Regions from separate parts of the Zea mays genome. Here regions 1 and 2 are each linked to region 3. The links are chromatin contacts, called in public Hi-C maps. All regions are on one chromosome and are shown on one strand. Each heading gives the region's core, a stretch centred on a gene start, on an enhancer-like site or on the middle of the called end of the contact. The rest is flanking DNA. Distances are from core to core; before and after follow the strand shown.

What was found. A called contact is a pair of places that touch in the nucleus more often than the background predicts.
Region 1: a contact with region 3 is called in a Hi-C map of ear, with 5 times the contacts expected there. The contact joins the enhancer-like site here to the promoter of LOC103653323 in region 3. A contact is called at or near these places in 2 of 25 Hi-C or Micro-C datasets (ear and tassel).
Region 2: a contact with region 3 is called in a Hi-C map of leaf, with 5 times the contacts expected there. The contact joins the promoter of LOC103653329 here to the promoter of LOC103653323 in region 3. A contact is called at or near these places in 5 of 25 Hi-C or Micro-C datasets (ear and leaf) and 1 of 3 datasets of contacts at active chromatin or transcription factors (seedling).

Annotation. Positions count from the first base shown.
Region 1 is chr4:64,792,824-64,797,532 of Zm-B73-REFERENCE-NAM-5.0, reverse strand. No RefSeq gene overlaps it. Among protein-coding and RNA genes, the nearest start is that of LOC111591353, 190 kb to the left of the region's middle. Within about 2 kb of position 3,337, at least 14 of the 20 cell types and tissues checked have an H3K27ac peak or open chromatin away from gene starts, as enhancers often do. A contact at or near this core is called in ear and tassel, where this site is marked.
Region 2 is chr4:65,338,303-65,343,145 of Zm-B73-REFERENCE-NAM-5.0, reverse strand. LOC103653329 (protein FAR1-RELATED SEQUENCE 5) reads right to left here and starts at 2,655. Exons shown (of 3, transcript XM_020552550.1): 1 at 2,286-2,655; 2 at 77-2,204. The coding sequence starts at 2,317. LOC103653328 (1-phosphatidylinositol-3-phosphate 5-kinase FAB1B) reads right to left here. Exons shown (of 11, transcript XM_008680260.3): 10 at 4,074-4,340; 11 at 2,700-3,359. The coding sequence ends at 3,036.
Region 3 is chr4:65,072,827-65,077,317 of Zm-B73-REFERENCE-NAM-5.0, reverse strand. LOC103653323 (dentin sialophosphoprotein-related) reads left to right here and starts at 2,109. Exons shown (of 4, transcript XM_008680258.3): 1 at 2,109-2,536. The coding sequence starts at 2,198. It also overlaps the pseudogene LOC111591466.

The DNA.
Region 1 (4,709 bases), core at 2,088-4,587, 280 kb after region 3:
GGGGGAGAATTTATGACTATGGGAAAAAGGGGGAGTTTTTGGCATTCGATCAATTTCACTCTTGGATTATCTCTCTTTATGCCCAAACAACCGAGTTTGACTTAGAGATAGGAAAATGAATTTGATTTGCAAAAACAAACCAAGTGATGGCAAAGAGCGATCCAAATATGTCAAATCTTGTTAAAAACAATTTGGTCCTCAATTGCATTGATATTGCACATCTTTTGGTTGCTTTTGGTTGTGTTGGCATAAATCACCAAAAAGGGGGGAGATTGAAAGGGAAATGTGCCTTTGGGCCATTTCTATAATGTTTTGGTGATTAAGTGCCCAACACATATTCTTTAAGTCCTAACGTGCCAAAGATTGCAAAAAGTGAAAATCATATAACAAGGTATGTTTCTAGACTTAGTATTTGGCTTTTGTATACTAATAAAGTTATCTAAGTGTTAGAAACAGAGATAAGAAGAAAAGAAATGGATTGCAAAAGACTGGCTGTGTGCAGCCGAAGTTCAGCTCAGTCTGGCACACCGGACTGTCCGGTGGTGCACTTGACAGTGTCTGGTGCGCCAGGCTGAACTCCGGTGAACAGGCCGCTCTCGGGAAAAGTTTGGCGGCGTACGACTATAATTCACCGGACTGTCCGGTGAGCCAACGGTCGCCAGCGCAACGGTCGGTCACGCAATCCGCGGGCGACGCGTGGCCCGCGCCAACGGTCGGCAGGGGGCACCGGACTATCTGTTGCGCCAACTGACCTAGGGCTGCAACGGTCATATGCGCTAGAAAAGGAAGGAGATCGGCACCGGACCGTCTACAGTGACTGTCCGGTGGCGCACCGGACTGTCCGGTGCGCCACTCGACAGAAGGCAAGGATGGCCTTCCTTGTTGGTCTCCAACGACTCCTAGCTGCCTTGGGGCTATAAAAGGGACCCCTAGGCGCATGGAAGAGCTACACAAGCTTACAAGAAACATTCTAAGACTTCAAGACTCTAACTTCACGCATTCGATTCTTTGAGATAGTGACTTGAGCTCCATTTGTGTTGTGAACACCGTGCATTGTGTTTTGAGATCGAGTTGTGACTTGTGTGCGTAGTTGTGTTGCGATTTGTGTCTTGTGTGCGTAGCTCTTCCCTACCTTACTTCTGTGCTTCTTTTGTGATCATCATTGTAAGGGCGAGAGGCTCCAAGTTGTGGAGATTCCTCGCAAACGGGAGAAAGAGTAAGAAAGGAAAAACCGTGGTATTCAAGTTGATCATCAGATCACTTGAAAGGGGTTGAGTGCAACCCTCGTCCATTGGGACGCCACAACGTGGAAGTAGGCAAGTATTACTTGGCCGAACCACGAGATAAAAATCGCGTGTCTCTTGTGTGCTTTCTCTTTGATTGTCTGCGTTCACAAGAACTCGCTTCAAGCTACTTAGCCGTTCTAACTTTCATAACTAAGTTTTGTGGCTATTAGTGTTGAATTTTACAGGATCACCTATTCACCCCCCTCTAGGTGCTCTCAATAACCGACTCATGCCTATCCTATAACCATTGACCCTCCTTGGTATATAAATGGAGGGACGGAGGATCCCCATGAGGGCAAGATCATCTCACATTGCAGTAGACACTAGCAAAGTCATAAATAGGACGTACAATATTATATCACATCGCCAGCCGAAACATGTATAATTTTTCATATCTCTTGTGCCATTACCTTCAACTTTCGATCACATGACCTATCCCATGTAAATACTGTCGAACAATTAATTTTCGACAAGTCTGGTTTATAAAGGTAGAGCTAGGCTACAAGACAAAAACAAGTGGAGTTGAATCTAATTCAATAGGTTCCTTCTTTTAGGTCTTGCTATAAAACTTCAGTTTCGAAAACTAAAGCAAATAACATAGTTTAAACATGCAACTTTTGAACTCCCAATACCATATTAGACTCTCTCCAACAAGGGTCGGTAAAGCCTCCTGTCCACCAAATATAGCAGACACAAACGTCCGGTAAGCGTCCAGCAAGGTGCGCTATACTGTCCGCTAAAATTTAGCGACTCTTCCTCAGCCGCTACATTTGCCGGGTATACAAGCGCCCGCTATATACTGTTCCCGTGGATGGCGGTGGCGCTGCTGTGCTGCCGCAGGTCTGAACATGCTTTCCATTCAAAGGACCTCGGGACGAACATGCAAAGGACATCTCCGACATCATCCGAGCACCATCTCCCGCAATATAAAAAACAATGAGAAGAAATTATGCTACACATGTTTAAGTCCGGATAACAAAAATTGTTAATAAATTTTAAAAAACTATTGCCGTGCATGTTTTATTTCAATTAGCGTGTAATGAAAAGAAATGAATTATAAACCAAATAAATGGACAAAATGAAGTATGTTAACCCTGTAGCTTTAGAGAACCGAATTTAGGGAACGTTGTTGGAGACTGAGATAATATAGAGGACAAAATCTTTTAGAGTGTTCTGTAAAGTACAGAGAATATTCTTTTAGCGGACGAAATTTAGGGGACGTTGCTGAAGACAGCCCTAAATAAGATCAACACTTTCAACTCTGTTTTTGAAACGTACAATGATGACTCTTTAAGTTATGTATAAGAATATAATTTCTATTATAATGTAACTTTTACCATATGTGCTATATGTAAAAGAATAGGTCCAAACCAAACTGTGAATATTAGATAGGCTTTTTCGTCTAGCATAACGACCCGTTACATCCCTAAGCTTCGACCAGTTTAATTCTAAAGCATCCATTTCCCAACATCAAAGAACTGCAGAAGTCGTATATATATAGGAGACAACAAATCCGGCCGGGATAAGGTTTACGTAATTAAGTACCTAACCATCAGGCCAAAGCAACTTTCACCGGTACAGCGGCATCTTCTCCGCAGACGAGAGACGGCCTGAGTTCGTTGCTTGATGACGTTGGGAGCACTGGCGAGACATGAGTGACAGGTTGGCCAGTCACATATATCCACCACTCTCTCCAGCCACAGAACCAGATCCATCGTATATATATCGTGCATGAGATGCCAAGTGACGAGATGATCCACCACAAGAAAGTGAGCTTGGCAAGGGTGGGTGGGCCTTTCGGGCATTCATTTATTTATTTTGTTTGCTTCGTGAGATTAGCAGTTCAGTGATTTCCATCCCATGCATGTATAGATGATGCACTGCTAGTCTAGCTCGTTCGATAGCCTGGAATCCTTTTTGTACTTGCCGTGGATATATATTTTGGCGCCAATCATTGATGCTCTGAAATTGAGCTGTTACTGTCTGCGTTGGCACCTCAGTCAGTCCTCAAGTGTTCTAGGGCCCAAAAAAACATTTGAGAGAATTGAAATCAGAAGCCACAGAACAATGATACACATGCACCCATTGGCTCGTTAGCTGGGAGTTGGGAGAGGCCTGTGCAGCTGTGCTGCCAGCCTGCAAGCCCATGCTTGTTTGCTTCCAGAGCCCGTGCGCACCAATTACCTAGAAAAGCCAGGCCCACTTCGAACGAGAGATCTGGATTGTCGAGTGCGGCTCGTCGCATATGCATTTTTTTCTTCATTTTTTAGTTATTTTGTCTTTGTTTTCCTAGGGGTTGTATTCTATGTACTCATTATTTCTTGGGAGTGAGCAGTCGTTAATCGGCTAAATTTCTTTCGGATTTGAGTCAGATTACTTTAGGTATACAGACTACAACCCAGAACAAGTATAATAAGGTGATGTATGTGAGATGTAAAAGATGTCATGTCTAATTTACAGTGGTATGGAAGAAAGAGATGAAGAGATAATAGAAGCGGACCGCTCATTGTTAGCAAGCTAAAAGCGGGCTGCTTATGGACTCCAACATAATTTGTGAGATGAAGAAATAACCAAATATTAAATAGACATTTTTATCATGAAGAGTTACTATATGACATAAACTAAAAATTACGAATTCAGTGTCACCTGCAATGTAGGAACCTACAACAAATTAATTCTAATGGCAAAACAAGCTGAAACTGAACCTAAAATGACACAGTGCACACAACCTTCAGGCATATGGGTTGGAGGCAAATAGGTTGACTCAATGACCATGAATTGGGAAGGGGTCACAGAATGCATGTCATCGATCCTTCTTCCTCCACCGCAAATACCAATTTGCTTAGATGGGACTTACAGGTCTTGAGTTTGACTCTCTGTTTTCACACAAGAATGTCACTTGTTGAGTCATTTAGTAGCTAGATTTGTGTCTTTGTGAGGACACCGATGATATGGCAAAGGTGAGCACCGCTCCCAACACTCGTTTCTTCTCACGTAAGCATTGGATGAATATGGGGTTTTGGAGTTCTTATAGACGGCGAAGCCGCCAACAGCCGGACGCAGTCGGGTTCAGGTTTCTAGTTCGTTCTCTACCTCCTCTCTCAAAACTCCCCTCTCATCTCTTATTTACATGCCACTTTACCAAAAAAAGAAAAGGGCACGTTATTTGGTCCATTCTGGCCCATTCACCTTGGTATTGGGCTTAATCATCCTTCATGGCCTGGTTGTTACATTGGACTCCTCTAGCGCTGTGACATCCCCCTCTCATTGAGAGATGGCTTGTCCACAAGCCACGTGTTTAGGAACCTGGTGATGAAGGTTGGCTCGTCCTCCCATGTCGCGAGCTCCTCTGGCCAAGATGCCCATTTGATGAGCAGCTGAGTGACCTCCCCTTTTGGTGTGTGGATTGTGCGTCGCTGCAAC
Region 2 (4,843 bases), core at 1,406-3,905, 270 kb before region 3:
ATAAAAAAAAATCAGATATACATGGAACTAAAATACTGAATGACATGCTAAAAAATCAGATATACATGGAACTCACTTGTTCAGAATTTTGATATACCTTCGGTGCTTGTACATGCAATATATTTTTGCTTTGCCCTTTTTTCCTCCCCTTGTGCTTTCCTTCCCACCCAAATTTTTTTCTCTTTGAACTTCTTATGCGGACCTCTTTTTTCTTTAATTGTGCATTACTCAATGTATCATTTGGTACAACAATATCAACCTGAGTTGCATTCTTTTCAGCATTAGAAGGACCACTGCATATATTAATTTTGTCTTCAATCTGTTGACCAAGAAGATCAATCGTGTTGTCCATCAGTGAGGTGCACTCTGGATAGTAGGCTGCTCGATGTGCCAAATTGAGAAGTTTTTGAGAAAAATATCTGTAACGGCGCATTGCATCAAACTTTGGATTCTCAATTACAATTCTACCATTCTTGTCCTGTACAGTGCCACTTCGTGCTTGTCGTGTCCACCGTTTCAATATATATTGTGTAGGCAATGACTTAATATTCATTAAATCAAGAACTTTCAAAGCATGAGCACATATTATACCAATTCTATTAAATAAGTTGCAACTACATATTACTGTTTGGTCCAAAGGATTACCGATTACTATGTACTCCTCGTCAAGGACTACATCTTCACCGAGGCTCCCGGTTGCAACAAGGTATTCATTGTTTCCATCCAATACCTTAGCACATGCTGTCATGGACCTTTCATATTGACCTTGAAAAGCTTCAAACACAATAGGTGTGTATGATTTACTTGCCTGCAACAACATAGGTATCTTTATTATGACCCTTGGTATTTTTTTCCTTGATTCAAATTCTGAGTTTAGCTCATTGTTTCTTTTTCCTTGCACCACCCTTTCAAAATGTTTAAGAAAGCGAATAATGTCAAAATCTGATTTGAAATGAATTTTCAAATCATTGTTTAGGCTCTCACTTAATTGCGTGCTTCGCATGCCCAATGTGCAAACATGTTTCATATAACATTCAGCCCATTTTTCTTTTAACTTGTAAATGCTATCTAACCAAGATTGCTTTTCTACCTTTGTCCTCAAGATGGCAAATTCTCTTTCAAATTTTTCCTTGTCCTCATACTCAAACATGCATGCACTAAAATCAGCAAGAACATTTAAGCCTTTTTCCTTTTGACGAAGAGGCAAATGTTTTATAGCATTCTGCATTATGTGAAAGCTGCACAATCCATGCCATGTCTCTTGAAACACTTGCTCAATCGCCTTTCCCATTGCATAATCTTGGTCTGTGTAGATTGTTTTGGGTTGCTTTCCACTATGTGCTTGTAGAAAAGTCTCAAAGAGCCATTTGAAAGACTCAAATGTTTCATCATACATTAGAGCAGCACCAAAAACTATAGTTTGTCTAAACTGATTGAATCCAACAAAGACACCGAAAGGCCGGCTCTCTCTATTCGTCCCAAAAGTAGTGTCAAACGAAACAATGTCACCAAAGTGTATATAATCGGCAATCATTCTAGCATCAGCCCAAAATATATTTGCAATCTTCTCTTCAGCATCCATTTGTGTCGCATATTGGAACGCCGGATTCTCTGCCATTTTATCCTGGAAATATTTGAGCATGCTTCCAGCTTGACCATATACCATCTCTCGTTGTCGCTTGCCACGCAAATAGTTTTTATGGTCACGAATGGTGTAACTCAAATTAAGCGGCCCACCCACTTGGCGACATGCTAATTCATGTGATGCTTTTGGTCCTATTCCCGAGTCATCAGCTGTTTCAATTTCAAAAGCTTGCAAATCTGAAATTTTCCTTTGTGACACCATCAAGTGGAATGTTTCTGGCAAGTGAAGGTTATGGTTGTGTTCTAAATTCAAATCATAAACTTTGTATCCACCAAACTCTTTATCTTTTACAAGTCCCATACGCACTTCACAATCTGTTCTAGTTTCAGCTCGATGACACTTTACTTCATACCCCTTTTTATCTTTCCCTCGATGACCTTGATTAGCACAAACAAATCTACATGACGTGACGTTTCCATCAATCTTACTTGTATTTGAGTATCTTTTTCTAACATCAAAACCTTTTTGACCACTATACGCTAACCAAAATCTCCAGCCCTCATCTGGATTTCTGAATTTCATTCCAATACGAGGAATCAAACAGGGCAACACATTCTCCCTAAAAAAGACAACTAAAATTTAAAAGAAAGGAACAAATGGACCATGATATTAGGAATAAAAATAAAGTGGTGCATCTCACATGTTTGATCCGTTGGCCGCATCTTCCTCCATCTTTGCTTCTCAACTTTTTGCCTTGTCCGTTAGTTGGTTCCCTTCGTCGCTGTCTCTCTGTATTTGGTGCTTTTTGCCCTGTCCGTTGGTTCCTTTTGTCACTGTCTCTCTGTATCTGGCACCAAAACAGGCAGCCTTTCCCGCTGTTTTTTCCTCCCACGGTTTTCCCTCCGTTGCGCTGTGTTGCTAGATGAAAGAAATAAGAAACGAAGAAAAGAAGTGGGCCAGAATTACTCTGTTGGGCCGCTCCATACACTACTGAGGGAGAGGACAGCAGATCACCGTTGGTTTGAAGATCGACGAGCGCACGGCAGGCTGCCGTAAGGCAGCGGATCTGGTTCCCCCCCCCCCCCCCCCCACCCCCCCAAAATGGAAGATTTAATAATATACAAAACGACCACAAAAACAAGCGTCCTGCTAGTTCTATACATACAACAAAAATTAAGCGACGACGACACAAGTGATGATACTATGGAACTGATTTATTGAAGGGGGGAAAACTACGACTAGGGCATAATTACATCTTTGGGAATATACACATCCGATGCTTGAGGGACTCAATGATGCAATCGGACCTGTGCCAATTAGCACAAGAGAATGCGGTCAGCCAGAATATCACTTTGACGCAACAGTAGCAGCCAAGGCATTGCGCCAGACTAGCAGTTCAGAACTTTTCACGACAGGACAGGACAAAAAACCGGACTTATCGAACATCATATCACTCTTGAGACCCATTTTGAGAATCTTCTTGGCAAATATTTGATGATGATTTGCTTGGATTGATTATTGCAGGCATCCATTGCTCAGGAATGACAATAAAATAAGCAGACATGGCTTTCCTGAACCGCTTCTTATATTGCATAGGTGAAATGACAGTTGGAGAAGCGTTCTTCGGCCCACCTAGAATGCCAGAAGATTTTACCCATGTTTCAAGGTGCTTGTCCCATGTATACTGCCTCATAAAATCAATAATTCCTAAGACCAGTTCATGTTTCTCCTCGTCGACTCCCACAAGCAAGGAATAGTCCATCACATCGATTCCCTGAAAAACATGGGAGCCTACAGAGTTAAGCCTACAGATTATAAGAAAACAGAAAAAGGTAACCTATAGTTACAAGAAGATAAACTTGGAAGCATCAGCACTTCAAGTGATGGAACCACAGATCAAGTAAAAAATGATCAAGATGGCTTAGCAAGTTATACAAGAAGTCAGCTCACCGTCATGTTTGCTATTCTCAACACATAAATCACAGCAATGCAATATGTGATACTATTAAGGTCCAAAGCTACTCAGGAGCATGTAAATCAAATTTCAAAGCAAAGTGGAAACATGACATGCAGCCATGCAGATTCATATTCCATTATCTGTCAAGTTTAGTATTGTTCTCTTAAAACTGGAAACACAACAAAAGCCGGTCTTCTAATTTATTATATTAAAGATTAGCCTTTTAAAAAAAGAAAGGACAATTTCTCTCTTACTCTCACTGTATACTACGACTATACAAGAACTTAAGGAAAACAAATGAATATAGGTCTGCTAAAAGAGGATTAAATGGGAACAGAGGGATTAAAAACAAGAATGCTCAGCTATGATTACGAGTCACAACCACCCACTTTGGTGCTAATAAGAAGCTAGATTCTGATCCAAAAAATCAGGCTGAAGATTGTTGAACAAAAGAAGAAGTTGAAGATAGCTCTGGAAGCCACTGCATTTCCTATAAGCTTTGATGAGAAGGATAAATTGATGCAAACTTACAGCTAGGAAAGATGTATCGTTCCAAACAGCTCTTTCCAGTAGCCGCTTTGCCTTGTTCCCAACAAAAATCGGTGAAGTTGGCATTGCTTCAATTAAGTTCTGGTCAAGAAGAACCTTGTTGCTACCATTTGAATCTGCATTATACCTTGACCTTGAAGATCCCTTTAGATCATAGAGCCTGGTAATATTCCGTCCAAACAAAAGATTTTCCATCACAAGCAAATCCATCTTTGACTCCTTGCCACCCTTTACATGCTTACTAGTAACCTAAACATATCAAGTCAACAAAATAAAATACTCCTTCCAGTCAGGGTAAAAAAAGAAATGTTGCACTGTATTTTAAAGTCAATAAGATGCTGCTTTCATCAATACATTTTGCTTATTAAATATTAATAATAGGTCACAAAGGCATAACTCAGTCTATGCAACCATTTTTATGGCGCATTTGCCCACGCTATTTTCAAAGGAATTTATTATAGACAATATCTTCAGTCAAGATTAATAAAATTTTACTGCACATAATTTTGGTATTATTTTCAACAAGAGGGAGTATCTATAAAAATATGCTCTATCACATGTGGGTCTGATCCCAAACACTAAGGACTTAAAACTCAAATTTGGAAGTCCAAAACATAAATAATTTTTAACTTGAGACAAATTTGATGAATGGCAATGCAAACATTGGAAATGGTGCCACCACTCTTTTCTGGAAAAATAGATGGCTGGGAGAGAAGGTGGTTGACATAGCTCCCAATTTAATGGAAGTTATT
Region 3 (4,491 bases), core at 860-3,359:
TAACCACTAATCAAGGGATCTAGTTGGGGTGTAAAGTTATAATTTTCTGGTTTCCCCTATCCACCCCCTCTAGGCGACTTTCAGGGTGGAAGTGGAGCTAAAAGCTACAAAGTGGAGTCCTAGCTAAGTCTTGGTCTGCGTCCTCGTTGGTGCTCCTCCTCTTGTTCATCGATTCATCTGGGGTCCATCCTTCTGGGCGTGTATCCGAAATAACTCAACTTCGTCCAACCTCCTTGCCTGGGGGCCAACCCCTCCCTTTTATAGGCCGTTAGAGGGGTCGACCAGTGGTGGCTTCCACAGGAAGGAGCCACATGGAAAGGGTAAAACCAAGCGTTCTACCCGAGGTAAGGCCGCACGTGGTCGTGGGCCTAGGGTCGTTTGTATGTCTCATTTTTATTATGGGGACGGCGCGGACACCTTTGTTGCTCAATACTCGTAGTAGGGGTTACAAGTGGGCGAGAGAGGGAAGAAGAGCTCTGAAGTCTCTTATGTGTGGCTAGACCTAAGAACTACAGGACTAGAGCTCTCTACTAAGCCTTGGACATCACAGTTGTTCGCTCTGGCCTCTGTGGTCCTCTGGTTCGTTTGTTCTTCTTGTGTGTTGCCTGTGTCCGTTCCTCCATCTCCGACCTTCCCCTTTTATAGACCAAGGCATGGGTTGATTATCGGCTCCTTCTCTTAGAAGGAGCTGCCGAGCCGGGGTAAAACGAGACATTCTACCCTAGTAAATCGTGCTTTTCGTCTTGCGCCCTTGTCATTTAGGCTTCTCTGGCTGTATCCTTAATGGTGGGCGGCGTGGAGCCCCGACGCCATCGTTACACCAACCTCTGGCCTTTATAGCCTAGGCCTCGGCGTGGCTCGTCGTGTTGTGGGTCCTGTAGATGGCTTGTGCACTCAGGCCTAGGCTTAATAGGTAATGAGTGCGCCGCATGACGAGGGGATCATAGGTCATAAGTGTTTTGTAGGATGCAGAGCTCGTAGGTCATGAGTGAGAGGCAGACCGACTCTCCTACTGTGGCTTGGTGTCAGACGTAGTTAATAAGGTCGATCATTTATGGCGGGTCAGTCTCGAGCCAGATGAGGAATCCACTCGAGTGGCTTCCTCTCGGTTCGCCTGACCCCCCTCTTTAGCTCCGCCTTGCCCGACCCGGGCTCGATGTCTTGAGGTTTATCCGGGGGCAAGTGCTTCTAGGGTAGACGGTTCCCTTACCCTCCTGCTGATTGGTGGGCCTCGCTAATCTGGAGACCTTTCCCCAATGCTCTCTCTGATGGGTGGACCTCAGGGGTCCGGAGACGTTTTCCTTGATAGCTCTCATATAGTACCACCTTACTATCTGAAAGAGGACGATCGACCGAGCGAGCTATAAGAAAGGGGTCGAGCTCCTTTTTAACCCATACGTTTCTCAGCCTTTTGACTAAGATAATGTGTAATATTTGTTATTATTATTTTAATATCTGATATGTGGATCATATGTTCACTTTGATATTAAATTTATTTTTATGGGTATTTTTTGTGGGATGGTCCACCACACTAGTTTATTAGGCACATCACAAAATTTATATTATAATATTATACTAATCTATACCAATATATAATTTACCAGTTTAAACTTTACAAAAACCATATAACCAAATCACCCCACTCACATAACCTCCACTAAATCAACCAAACAAATTGCACCCATACTTAACACATCGTCAAAATCAACTGTTCAAATCGCTAGATAACCCCTCTCGCCTACTCAAATCCTCCCTTTCTCTGCTCTCGCTCCCTTCCCCTGTTCTCGCTCCCTTCCCCTGTTCTTGTGTCCTCGCTGTCCCCTCTCCTCTTCACTCGTGTCACTGCCATTGTCGCCATCAACCTCTTCTCTTCTTTTCTATCGCCGCCGCTGTTGTCCCTTTTTCGCTCCTCCCCAGGATCTTAGCACGAGCTGTATCCTATATGCCAGTAAGTAATGTTAAGGCCACACGTTCACTGTTGTGGGCCATCATGGGCTCATTTATCCTATATGCCAGTAAGTAATGTTAAGGCCACACGTTCACTGTTGTGGGCCATCATGGGCTCATGGGCTCATGGCACGATGCAAATGAGCAAACCTGTCAGGCGGTGAAGAGAACCGAGGGCGAAGCGCCAACGAACCCAACTGACCAACACAGTCAGGGACCTGGATCTGAATTCCCATCACACTCCCCGTCGATGGACATCCCCACCGCTGTCATACACCGCCTACAGTCCTCGCTCCGCGAGGCCATCTTCGCCCCTTCTGTAGAAGATGCACCCGCCCCTCCCTTCCCCTCTGTCTCCGACGCCGTCGCAGCCTTCGACTCGGGCGCCGCCTCTGTCTCGGCGGAGTTCCGATGTGTGGGCTGCGGGTCCGCGGGAGGGCTCCTGCGCGGTGCGCAGTCTGCACTCTGCGCCTACTGCGGGTGTCCCAGGCGCGGGGAGGAAGCTGAAGGCGGTGGAAGCGGTGGCATCGCCTTCCGTAACAGCGCGGCCTACCGGTGCTTGCTCGGCTCGCTTGGACTGGACGGATCCGTGAGCTTCCTTCCTACATTATTTAACGCTAAGAATCTGTGGATTTGATTCTTGTTTCTTAGGATATGTGAGCTCTTCTTTCTAGCAAAGCTTAGCCAAGGCATTCGAGAAAGAAGAGGATGTTATGCTCCTGGAGAACTTCTAATAGAACTGTTTGCGTAATTCCTTTGCATGTTCTTTTTAGTTACTATGCAGTGTTGGTTCCTAAGAAATACCAAGTAGTTTGAGAAATGTTTGTTGCCAACGGATCTGTATGAATAGTAGAACATATTTAGAAATTTTGATTTGCTCAGAATTCAATGAGCCATGAAAGACATACTCTCTGCTAGGGTTTTGAGTTATGAGGCAAGCCCAGTACAAATTAAGGCATTCTAATGAGGCTGGAGACATGGTACATTAACCACAGCTAGTAAAATTTGGACTTTCATATGCTTATAACTTTCATATTCCAATTAACTTCTGCAGTAAACATATTAGCATTAGTGAATGCATTAACTCAATTTGGATATTATGGTTTCTGTTTTCTTGAAGATGTTGCTGTTGTAATGCATTATGATTTAATTGGACACTATAACTAGAAATTTTATTTCCACTCTCCTTTGCATTTATTTATCTATTTTTGTTGATTGTTTGATCAAAAGGATTTATCTCCTCCTTGGCAAGCCCCTTTTAATTAGGTTTCATTAACTGACCCCCTTTCAATTAGTTCAGGACTTAGAGGGAGAGTGAGCCGTCCTGTACAACTTTTTTAGGGTGCGTTTGGTTGCGGGACAGACATGACATGGACGTCCCCTGTCGTCCTCTCTCGCCCCTCCAATTTTGAGGGACAACTGAGGACAACATTGAGATAGTCTTGTTCCAACCCTGGACCCTAAACCAAACAATCTTATTTAAGGGATCATCTCATCCCGTCCCGTCCTGTCATTGTAACCAAACACACCCAGTGTGTCCTGAGTGGCCTTCTCAGAATTTTTTTTGGTTACGGGGTGCGCATATCGAATCTACCAAACTAGTTTACATGAATTACGAATTAATTAGCTTACCGAATGAATCATAATAGCCTTTTGGCGCAAGAACTTTACAATGACACATTCTAGAGTAATTTTACCTGCAATCTAGTTGCCAGATCCCTTAGGGTTCGTTCGTTTGTCCAGGAATGGACTCGGAATCGTTCCAGCTAATCAAAACTTATATAACTTAGAGAAGAAATCCAGCTAGGAATTGTTCCAGGCCTCCGTTCCGTGAAAACCGAACGGCACCTTAATAGTCTCAAATGGCATCAAACAAAATTTGCAGCAAGTTCTATTCAGAAACTTTGGGTGCACATTTGCGCCCACATTCACAGTTTCTGATTAGAATGAAAGATTTACCTACTACTTTTCTTACTAAACTGGCATTTCATCAGCTCCCTCTTTAGTTCTGTTTGGCCCAGCTCAAGCTTTATTTCAAGCCATTTTTTAACTTGCTGCCCACAGCAGCTGTTTTTCTTTTATAGGAGTAGCTAGATAAAAATTGATGGTGCTTTGAATACTTAGCATTTATACTTCATACCACTTTTCACCTGTGGGATCCACCTGTCAGGAAGGATTGTCACAAACAATGAAGAGCTTTCTACCTAAGGGCTCATCACCCACTGCTAACCGATCATCCTGCTGCTCACTGCCCTGAGCTTGCCACTCTCTGTCCTGATCTTGATACTCCCTGAAAGAAACACGGCACCAGGATATTAAATTGCTTGCTTTGACCTCTAAGGTAGGGATGTAAATGGTCCATGGAGAAGTTTGAGATAGGAGGTGGGATTAGTAAGGCTTCTGGAGATAGCCTAATTGGGTAGGGGCTGTATTAATATATAGCCAAGTACATGGGCTGGGCCAAAGCCCATTACATTAGGAATAGACACATAGTCATCTAACAATTATAATTATGGACTGGTTTTAATAAGATTTAATCTTCCA